Linked DNA regions of Pan troglodytes: region 2 is linked to region 1. The links are chromatin contacts, called in public HiChIP or PLAC-seq maps. All regions are on one chromosome and are shown on one strand. Each heading gives the region's core, a stretch centred on a gene start, on an enhancer-like site or on the middle of the called end of the contact. The rest is flanking DNA. Distances are from core to core; before and after follow the strand shown. Region 1 holds the start of SARDH (sarcosine dehydrogenase). Region 2 holds the start of REXO4 (REX4 homolog, 3'-5' exonuclease).

What was found. HiChIP or PLAC-seq counts read pairs in DNA pulled down with a chosen protein or histone mark.
Region 2: an H3K4me3 HiChIP or PLAC-seq map of stem cell-derived excitatory neurons shows a contact between it and region 1, with 2.7 times the contacts expected there. The contact joins the promoter of REXO4 here to the promoter of SARDH in region 1. A contact is called at or near these places in 1 of 7 Hi-C or Micro-C datasets (stem cell-derived neural progenitor cells) and 1 of 1 datasets of contacts at active chromatin or transcription factors (stem cell-derived excitatory neurons).

Annotation. Positions count from the first base shown.
Region 1 is chr11:4,658,836-4,664,051 of NHGRI_mPanTro3-v2.0_pri, reverse strand. SARDH (sarcosine dehydrogenase) reads right to left here and starts at 2,922. Exons shown (of 22, transcript XM_016962022.4): 1 at 2,650-2,922; 2 at 393-443.
Region 2 is chr11:4,983,645-4,988,860 of NHGRI_mPanTro3-v2.0_pri, reverse strand. It overlaps REXO4 (REX4 homolog, 3'-5' exonuclease), which reads right to left and starts at 2,684. Exons shown (of 8, transcript XM_016961996.4): 1 at 2,248-2,684. The coding sequence starts at 2,472. ADAMTS13 (ADAM metallopeptidase with thrombospondin type 1 motif 13) reads left to right here and starts at 2,901. Exons shown (of 29, transcript XM_054658475.2): 1 at 2,901-3,162.

The DNA of each region.
Region 1 (5,216 bases), core at 1,673-4,172:
AGAGGGCCTCCATGTGGCCATGCCGGGGACTCTCTCCTGCCCCCTCTTCTGACCATCCCAGGGGGACTCAGGACCCACTGCCACACTCTGTCCCACCTGAACTGTGGGCACTGCCCAAGCCCTGACGAAGCGCAGAACCCTGTCCTAGGCACAGTGGGGGATGTGAGGGGGATCCCAGCTCTCAGGCTGGTCAGGGCTGCCCCCCATCTCCTGCCCCAGTGCCCATCCCAAGGGAGGGGGCAGGGAGTCTGATTGCAGCGGCGTAGGGGAGTGAGGAGGTGTTGGAGCTTGTCCTCAGCCTCTCAGCCCTCAGTGTGTCAGCCCGCCTGGCTCCTGCCTGCAGAGGTGGCCCCGGACAAGGAGGTATGCCTCCTGCATGTGTCTGTACATACCTTCAGTCCTTGAAGGTCCACAGTCTTCCAGGAGCCCCCAGAATTGGTGCCCTACCAGGGGAAAGCCAGCTTGAGTGGCACCAAGGAAGGCCCTCCAAGGCTGAACACCCCCGCCCCACCCCCCACCCCCCACCACGGTGCCGCATGGCACAGCACACCTGGTCAGCTCTGGGCAAAAGCCTCCCTCCTCCTTCCGACTGTGCCCAAAAAGCGACAGCTGCTGGTGCCGGAGGCTGCCACGTGCCCCTTCACCACCTGCCTGGTCAGTCAGGGCTCTTCTGACTGTCAGACTGGGGGCTGGCAGCGGCCCCAGTGGGGACAGCCCAGAGCCCCTCCTGCCTGCCACCTCCCTGGAAACAGCTGCCTCCACATTAACCCACTCTCTTGCCACCTCCAACTCTGTCTCGTACCTGAGTCAGCTTCCCAGGAGTGAGGGCTGAGGACAGCCCTGGGCTTGGGATCAGACAGATGGGTGGGGGTTTTGTCACAGGACTGGGGCCTTGAGCAACAACTTAACCTCACTGCAAAGCAGAGGACCCAGGAACCCCCTCCTCCTCCCAGGCTCAGGGGGTGGCGGGGGTCAAGCGAGGAGAGCGCCTGGCACCTTCGCCTGGTGGGGGAAGGCAGACTGTTGTGGGGAGGAGCGGCGGGGGGCGGGGAGGCAGCTGCCCATATGGTGAACCCTGGTCCTGCTCATGCAGCTGGATGGTTCCTGCAGCCAGAGGCAGAGGGAGATCCCAGCCAGATCCGACCAGGCCCAGCCCCGCCCACATAGGGGAGGCCCCAGCCTCGTCCCTCCCTGGGGGTGTACCTCCAAGTACCTCTTGTCAGCTGCAGTGCCCCTCGGCCCTAAGAGTGCTTGGCCCAGCAGAGGTGCCTTCACCTTCTTGCTTCCCAAGCAGTGGCCTGGCCGGAACTCCAGGCCTCCCCCGCCCCCCACCCTCGCTGCCAGCCCCATGTCGCCGCCCAGGATCTGGGCGGAGCGTACCGCCCACCACCGCAGCTTCTTGGCCAGCTTAGTCGGGGCTTCTAGGCCAGCCCTGTGGGCAGCTCCCTCTGAGGGCGGCAGAGCAGGGTTGTGAACCCCATGCCCCATTACCCGTAGGCGACCTGGCAGTCACCCTCCCGCTCCAACCCTCATTTCCTCGTCTCTGAAACAGGCGCCTCAGGGTTGCTGCAGTGGACCCAGGCACCACCTGCCTGCTGGAGCCTGCCTGAGCTCCCCACACCCAAAAGGAGCTATGCACAGGCAGGGTGGGCAGGAAAGGTGGGGTCGGCAGCAGCTTGGGCCAGGGGCCTGTCCACTGCAGGGAGGCTCCTTTGGTGAGGTCATCTCAGCACATGCCCCAGTTTGCTCACCCCCAGGGACAGGATGCTCACTGCCTTCAGAGGCGAGAAGGCCTGGGTCAGCTTCCCAGGGACAGGGTCTCCTGGTCTGTCTGCGTCCTGCTTTCCCGAGCTCCCAGACCCCTCTGGTGTTTGGGGAGACGCCCCCAAGCCACTGGCTACTGCACAGCACGTAGCCCCCAGGGCAGGGATTCCAGCCTCCATTGACTGTTGGGGACAGCAGTGCCCAGGGAGGGGGCCACACAGCAAGCTGGTGGAGGAGGCAGACCGGACGCTGCAGCCTGACTCTGGGCTGGGGCAAGTTACCCATTCCCAGACAGAAGTAGACACCCAGAGGAGGGGTGTGAAGGAAACCCAGAAAGAATACACCTCTGGATGCCCAAAGAATCAGAACAGGTGCTGATGGAAAGTCACATCTCCTCCTCGCGCTGGATCAAAGACGGGGCATTTCAATGGCAGTCTGTTAATATCGTAATGATGCCAGCTGCCAATACCGGAAGCGATCGTATAGTAAACTGCTGTAATTAATACCAATCAAATCATTGTGTTCTTATTCACACCGAGGATGTCCGACTGTCTTGTTGCCAGCTTGTCTATCCTCTACATTTACTGAATGCCCAATGTATACAAAGCACTGCTGGGAAACCTATAGTGACATCTAAGACCCAGCCCCTGCCCTCGAGGGGCTTAGGGTCCACGAAGCAGACAGATCCAGGGAGAGACACGACACCACGAGGCTGGCTTCTTTCCAGCAGGGAATCCAGGAGGACCTCTTAGAGGAGGGGGCCTGGGCTCTGGGCCTGACCACGTGCTGACACCATTCTCAGTCCCTGCCTCAAAGGCAAAGGGCCCACTGGCTTAGGCCCCTGGCTGCCTAGTGGAAAGCTGGCCCCGCCAGTTTGAGGCTTACCTGGGGTGGTGTGGGGGTCCTGGGGCAGAGGATCTCCTCTTTGGATGGCGTGGCTTGCTCAGCGGCCTGAGCTAGGGCTGTGCTCACCCAACAGGGTGACGAACGAGCTCAAGAGGGCAAGGAAGGAGTGTGGCCCAAGTTCTCCCAGGAGTCCTGGACGTGCAGGTGCATGGGAGAAAAACGCAGCAGTCGCCACAGCTCCAGGGCAGTGGCCGGGTAGCCCACACTTCTCCTGTCCCTGCACTCAAAGACAAGTTGCAACTGTTGCAAAACTGTTACAAGCCAAGAGGGCAGCACAATGAACCTGCACTTTGGACAAGGGGTGGTGGCTGGGGGCCGCTCCCGGCCTGTTAGCTGTCTGTCAGTATCGTAGGATTTTCATCCGGCAGGGCCTGTTAGCACCCAGCTCCGGTCTGGGAGAGGTGGAAAGGCTGTCTCCCCCCAGGGACTAGTAGTCACAGCTCTGGAGAGGCCAGACAGGAGGAGGCCAAGACAGGGTCCTGTACGATCTTGGGCTGGTCTTATCACCTCTCCCTTTGCTGAGACTTAGTTTTCCCATCTTGGAACAGGAGGCTGGAAGCCCTGCCATGTCAGTTTCACAGAAGCCTTGTAAATTTCCCTGAGTAAACTTCCTTCAGTCCTGCTCTAGATCACACCAACAGAGGGGCTGCCACCTCAAAGAAGTCACCCCACCAGGGATGAAGTCCACTTGATCACAGTGCATGATCTTTGTAATGTGCTGTTGAATTTGGTTTGCTAATATTTTGGTGAGGATTTTTGCATCTCTGTTCATCAAGGATATTGGCCTATAATTTTCTTTTCTTGTAATGTCCTTGTCTGGCTTTGGTATCAGGGTAATTCTGGCCTCATAAAATGAGTTTGGAAGGTTCCTTCCTCTTGAATTTTTTGGAAGAGTTTGAGAAGAATCAGCATTAATTCTTTCTTAAATGTTTGGCAGAATTCACCAGCGAAGGCATCAGATATCCTGGGCTATTTTTTGTTGGGAGGTGTTTGATCACTGATTCAATCTCCTTACTCATTATTGGTCTGTTCAGATTTTCTAGTTTTTTGTTTGTTTTGTTTTTGTGTGTTTGTTTTTTTGAAGTGGAGTCTTGCTCCCGTCACGCAGGCTGGAGTGCAGTGGCACGATCTCAGCTCACTGCAACCTCCACCTCCCGAGTTCAATTGATTCTCCTTCCTCAGCCTCCTGAGTAGCTGGGATTATAGCCTGCACTACCACGCCCGGCTAATTTTTGTATTTTTAGTAGAGACGGGGTTTCACCATGTTGGCCAGGCTGGTCTCCTGACCTCAGGTGATCCACCCGCCTTGGCCTCCCAAAGTGCTAGGATTACAGACGTGAGCCACCACGCCCTGGCCGATTTTCTAGTTTTTTTTGGGGATTCAGTCTTGGTCGGCTGTCTGCTTCTAGCAATTTATTCATTTCTAGGTTATCCAATTTGTTGGCATAGTTGTCTATCATTTCTTTGGTATCAATTGTAATCTTTCCTCTTTCATTTATAATTTTATTATTTATTTGAGTCTTTTTTTATTTTAGTCTAGCCTAAGATTTGTGGGTTTTGTTAACCTTTTCAAAAAAACTCAACTCTTAGTTTTGTTGATCCTGTCTATTGTTTCTTAAGTCTGTATTTCATTTATTTCTGCTCTGATCTTTCTTTCTTTCCTTCTGCTAACTTTGGGCTTAATTTGTTCCTCATTTTATAGTTCCTTGAGGTGTGAAGTTAGGTTGTTTATTTGAGATCATTCTTAATGTAGGCATTTATTGCTATAAACTTCCCACCTAGAATCACTTTTGCTGCATCCTATGAGGTTTGGTATATTGCATTTCCATTTTCATTTGCCTCAAGGTATTATTTTATTTCCCTTTTGATTTCTTATTCCACTCATTGTTTGTTCAGGAGTGTGTTGTTAAATTTCCACACATGTGTAAAATTTCCACTTTTCCTCCTGTTATTGATTTCTAGTTTTATACCATTGTGGTTGGAAACGATACTTGATATGATTTCAATCTTCTTAAATGTGTTAAGACTTGTTTTGTGAGCTAACATATGATCTTTCCTGGAGAATGTTCCATGTGCACTCGACAAGAATGTGTGTTCTGCTGCCATTGGATGGAATGTTCTGAATCTATCTGTTAGGGCCATTTGGTCTGTAGTGTTGCTCAAGTCTCCTGTTTTCTTATTGATTTTCCAGCTGGATAATCTGTCCACTGTTTAAAGTGCTGAAGTCCTCTACTATTATTGTAATCTATTTTCCCTTCAGTTATGTTAATATTTGCTTTACAGAGTTAGGTGCTCCCATGTTGGGTGTGTATATATATATATATATATAGAGAGAGAGAGAGAGAGAGAGACAGAGAGACAGAGAGACAGAGAGACAGAGTCTTGCTCTGTTGCCCAGGCTGGAGTGCCGTGGCATGATCTCGGCTCACTGCAACCTCCGCCTCCCAGGTTCAAGTGATTCTTCTGTCTCAGCCTCCTGAGTAGCTGGGACTACAGGCACGCACCACCACACCTGGCTAATTTTTGTATTCTTTTAGTAGAGACAG
Region 2 (5,216 bases), core at 1,435-3,934, 330 kb before region 1:
TTCCCTCACAGCTTGGGCCAACATCCTGCTACACAGAAATCACTTTTTTTTAACAAGATTCCCTGGTTTGCTACTGCTGTGAAGGTCTCAGGAAGGTGGGGGGTGTCATAAATGAAAAGAAAAGCTTCTGTCAAACTGGAGTGGCTGAAGAACTGCTGGCAGCCACACCTTAGCTGTCACCCAAGCAGAGGCTCCTGTAGTCTTAGAGCCCAGCTTCCTCCCTGTGTTCAAATCCCCAGTGGGAGTGGGCGCCACCACAGTGCGATGATGAGGCGGGTGCTACTTACCTGTTCTGTGATAGGTAAAGAACTGAAGGGCTGACTTTCTTGGATGAATTAGAAAACACTCCAAAGTTTCCCTATAGCACACATCCCTTCCATTCACTTATTTTGCTTTTCTTTCTTGGGAGAAGGAAGAAGAGTTGGTGTTCAAGAAATCCCACAGAACCCTGGGGCTGCCCACGGGAATTTGACTGGTCCTGTGTGTTAAGACAGGAATGTCTGCACTGAGATACTGTGCAGAGTATTAGGAGGTTCAAGAAGCGCTCGGGGAGGCTGAGGTGGGAGGATTGCTTGAGGTCAGGAGTTGAAGACCAGCCTGGGCAACAAAGTGAAACCCCATCTGTATTAGTTCATTGTGCACTGCTATAAAGGAATACCTGTGTTTGGTAATTTATAAAAAAAAAAAACGTTTATGTAGCTCATGGTTTTGCAGGTTGTACAAGAAGCATGGTGCCAGCATCTGCTTCTGGTGAGGCCGCAGGAAGCTTCCCATCATGGTGTAAGGTGAAGGGGGAGCAGGTGTGTTGCGTGGCGAGAGAGCAAGCAAAAAAGGTGCTAGGCTCTTTTTAAACAACCAGCTCTCAAATGAACCAGCAGAGTGAGAACTTACTCATTACTGAGGGGAGGGCACCAAGTCATTCATGAGGGATCTACCCCCATGACCCAATACCTCCTATGGGCCCCATCTCCACCACTGGGGATCACATTTCTTTTTTAAAAAAACTACTTTTTACTTTTATTTAGAGATGGAATCTCACCATGTTGCCCAGGCTGGACTTGAACTCCTGAGCTCAAGTGATCCTCCTGCCTGGGCCTCCCAAAGTGCTGGGATTACACGTGTGGGCTACTCGGGAGGCTGAGGCAGGAGAATCGCTGGAGCCCAGGCAGCAGTGAGCTATGATCCTAACAGTAGGTAGCTCCAAGGGAGCTCCAAGGGATGTGGTAAGAATGTATGAGTGACGCACGTGGAAGAGTGTCTGGGAGAGAGCAGGCAACCTCTACAGAAGTGCAGGTCACTAGGGAGACAGCAGGTACAACACAGCCTTAAAAGCATGGACTCCAGAGTCAGCCACCTGGTTCCCAGCCGCAATCTTAGATGATCTATTTAAACTTTTCCAGCCTATTTCCTCATCTGTACAATAGAGATGATGAAAGTGTCCACCTCACAGTCTTATTGTGGGGATTGCAACACACACGGCATAGAGCACATGGCAGAGTGCACATTTTTAGGAGCTCAATTAGTATTTACTTCAAGACCATAAGTGTCGCTAGAACCCCATCACGTCTGCTATCTGCTTTTCACTTCTACACAGGAATCTTCTTTCTCCCTGTCTTGCTACACAGACCAGTGTGTTCTTTCGTTGTTGTTGTTTGAGATGGAGTCTCGCTCTGTCGCCCAGCCTGGAGTGCAGTGGCGCGATTTCGGCTTACTACTGCCTCTGCCTCCCGGGTTCAAGCGATTCTTCTGCCTCAGGCTCCCCGAGTAGCTGCGACTACCGGCGCGCGCCATCACGCCCGGCTAATATTTTTTGTACTTTTTTAGTAGACACGGGGTTTCACCATGTTGGCCGGGCTGGTCTTGAACTCTTGACCTCAGGGGATCTGCCCGCCTAGGCCTCCCAAAGTGCTGGGATCACAGGCGTGAGGCCCCGCGCCCGGCCTGGTTTCGGGATTTTAAGCTAAATTTCTCTTTGTAAAATCCATTCTAGTTAGTTCATTATGCAAAAGGTACAAGGGTTTATCTTTGCTTTTTTGTACTTGAAATAATTATTTCATCAATTTCTTTCACGCAAACAAGTTCGAGACCTCCCTCAACAGGCCACCTTCCTTGTGAAAAGCTGTTTACAAGATTTCGATTCAAATCTGCCTTTACAGGTCCTTTTTGGGGCTACCCAAGTCTGTCCCTCCGTCGCGTTCTGCGGGAATGAGCTGCACAGCGCTCCGCCCGGGCCCCCTCAAGCCTCACCTCTTGCAGCGCCTTCCAGTTTTGAGAAAAGTCTTCTGGTGCCTTTGGAGGTCGCACCACAGCACCGGGGCCGCTTGCTGGCTTCTTGCTTACTTCCTGCGCCTTGCTTTTCCAAAACCTTTTTTTCTTCTTGTTTTTCTTCCGAGTGAGCGTCTTGACAGGACCCGGCTTAGCCACGGGGCTGCTCGGGGCGCGCTTAGAGGCGGGGACCTTCGCCTTCCCCATCCTGCTGCCGTCCAGCGCCTGGGCCGGCGGCCACCCGAGACCCCGGCCTACCCGGGCCCGGCGCCCTGGCAGCACAAGCGCCTACCCAGGCCAGGCCGAAACACACCCACCGCAGGGACCCCGTCCAGGAAAAGACTCCGGAAGAGACCGCGCACGCGTTCCGCATACCTCAGCGCGCACGCTCCAGTCCCCGGAAGCGCTCGTCTCTCCACAACCGGCTGGAAACCGGATCCCCGCCTCTGGTTCCGCGCAGCCTGGGCGGTTCGCCCGCACGGGACTTGGGCCGCCGCCTTAGCCAGCGGCATCCGGGGTCATCGACCTCGAGTTTGACTGGGGCAAGCCGAGGACCTCCCCAAGATCCGGGATGGGGGATGAGAGATGCGAACGCCGGAAGGGAACTGGGGACCGCTGTGTGTGTAGCACCCGGTGGGGCAGCTGAGCTGGGGGCACTGGGCGGTGGGGCTAGTGAGAGCCGGGCTCGGTCGCTCGCCTGCGTCCTGGACTCTCGAGCCTTTCCCGCCTTGGGCTGCTCCTTGCTCAGCCTCACAGCGGCTCATCTTCCACATACAGTGGGGAAACTGAGGCCCAGGCACCGGGAGGAGTTCCTGCCAGTTCACTCTGTAGCAGGACAAGCCGCAGACAAGAACCCCTCAGACACCGAATTGTAGAAGGAAAGGGCTTTATTTAGTGGTGAGCATCGGCAGACTCACGTCTCCAAAAACCGAGCTCTCTGAGTGAGCAATTCCTGTCCCTTTTAAGGGCTTACAACCCTAAGGGGGTCTGTGTGAGAAGGTCGTGATCGATTGAGCAAGCAGGGGGTACGTGACTGGGGGCTGCATGCACCGGTAATCAGAACGGAACAGAACAGGACAGGGATTTGCACAATGCTTTTCCATACAATGTCTGAAATCTATAGATAACATAACCGGTTAGGTCAAGGATTGATCTTTAACCAGGCCCAGGGCGCGGCGCCGGGCTGTCTGCCTGTGGATTTTATTTCTGCCTTTTAGTTTTTACTTCTTTATGTGGAAGCAGAAATTGGGCATAAGACAATATGAGGGGTGGTCTCCTCCCTTACCTCCGCCTCCTGGGTTCAAGCGATTCTCCTGCCTCAGCCTCCCGAGTAGCTGGGATTATAGGTGCACGCCACCACGCTCTGCCAATTTTTGTATTTTTAGTAGACCTGGGGTTTCGCTATGTCGGCCAGCCTGTCTTGAACTCCTGACCTCCGGTGATCCATCCGCCTCAGCCTCCCAAAGTGCTGGGATTACAGGTGTGAGCCACCGTGCCCGGCCGGGAGTGGGTAGATTTGATGTGCGTGCGTAACAGGCAGAGGTTGATGGAGTAACAGGGAAGTGAGGCTCCTAGGATTTTGGTCTGAGCAACTGGGTGTGGCCATTTATCATCTCAATAAATGTCTGCGGGGAGCAGGGTGAAGTATGGGGGTGGAGCCATGAGCTCTTTTTCACACTTGCTGAGTTTGAATGGGCCGTCAGTCACCAAGGAGAGACGTCTAATCAGCAGCAGGATATAAGATTCCTAAGCTTAGGGAAGGGTCAGTGCTGGAGATGTAATTTGGAAATCGTCAGCACATAATTAGTGTTGAAACATGAACCTGGGTTAGTTCATCCAAAGAGAGAGTACCAATATAGGGAGTGAAGGGTTAAGACCAGATAGCAGGTGCTGGGGGCTCTCCAGGGGCGAAGCAGCAGAGGAGGCTGAGGGGGAGCAGTCAGTGCAGTGGAAGGAGAGGCGGATGTGAGTGGCATTAGAGAATCCAGGGGGAGAATAAACCACATCAGATGCTGCTGAGAGGCTGAGAAGGACAAGGACAGAGAGATGGGAACCAGATATGGCACTGAGATTGTCAGCAAGTCCACCGAAAAGGGTTTTCTTTTTTTTGTTTGTTTTGAGACGGAGTCTTGCTCTGCTGCCCAGGCTGGAGTGCAGTGGCGTGATATCGGCTCACCACAATCTCCACCTGCCGGGTTCAAGCGATTCTCCTGCCTCAGCCTCCTGAGTAGCTGGAACTACAGGTGCACGCCACCATGCCCAGCTAATTTTTTTTTTTTTTTGAAACGAAGTTATGCTCTTGTCGCCCAGGCTGGAGTGCAATGGCGCAATCTCGGCTCACCGCAACCTCTACCTCCCGGGTTCAAGTGATTCTTCTGCCTCAGCCTCCCGAGTAGCTGGGATTACAGGCATGCGCCACCATGCCCGGCTAATTTTGTACTTTTAGTAGAGATGGGGTTTCTCCATGTTGGCCAGGCTGGTATGGATCTCCAGACATCAGGTGATCCTCTCGCCTCAGCCTCCCAAAGTGTTGGGATTACAGGCGTGAGCCACCGCACCTAGCCTAATTTTTGTATTTTTGAAAAGAGACGGGGTTTCACTATGCTGGCCAGGCTGATCTCGAACTCCTGACCTCATGATCCGCGTGCCTCGTGATCCACCTGCCTCGGCCTCCCAAAGTGCTGGGATTAAAGGCGTGAGCCACCACACCTGGCCTGGGTTTTCTTTTTAAAAAAGGAAAAAAACTTTGTTCCAGCAGTTTGTAAACCAGGGCAATGCAGCCTTCTGTACAAAGGTGCATTCCAGGGAACAAAGAGAACAAAGAAAGAGGTCATCTTTTGTAGAGAACTTCCTGCCCAGGTTCCCACTTTGGTCCTCTTATGCAAATGAGGAAGGCACACTTGCTTAGTTCTGATTGGTTAATACTTGCTGAGTTCAGATTGGTCGATGCA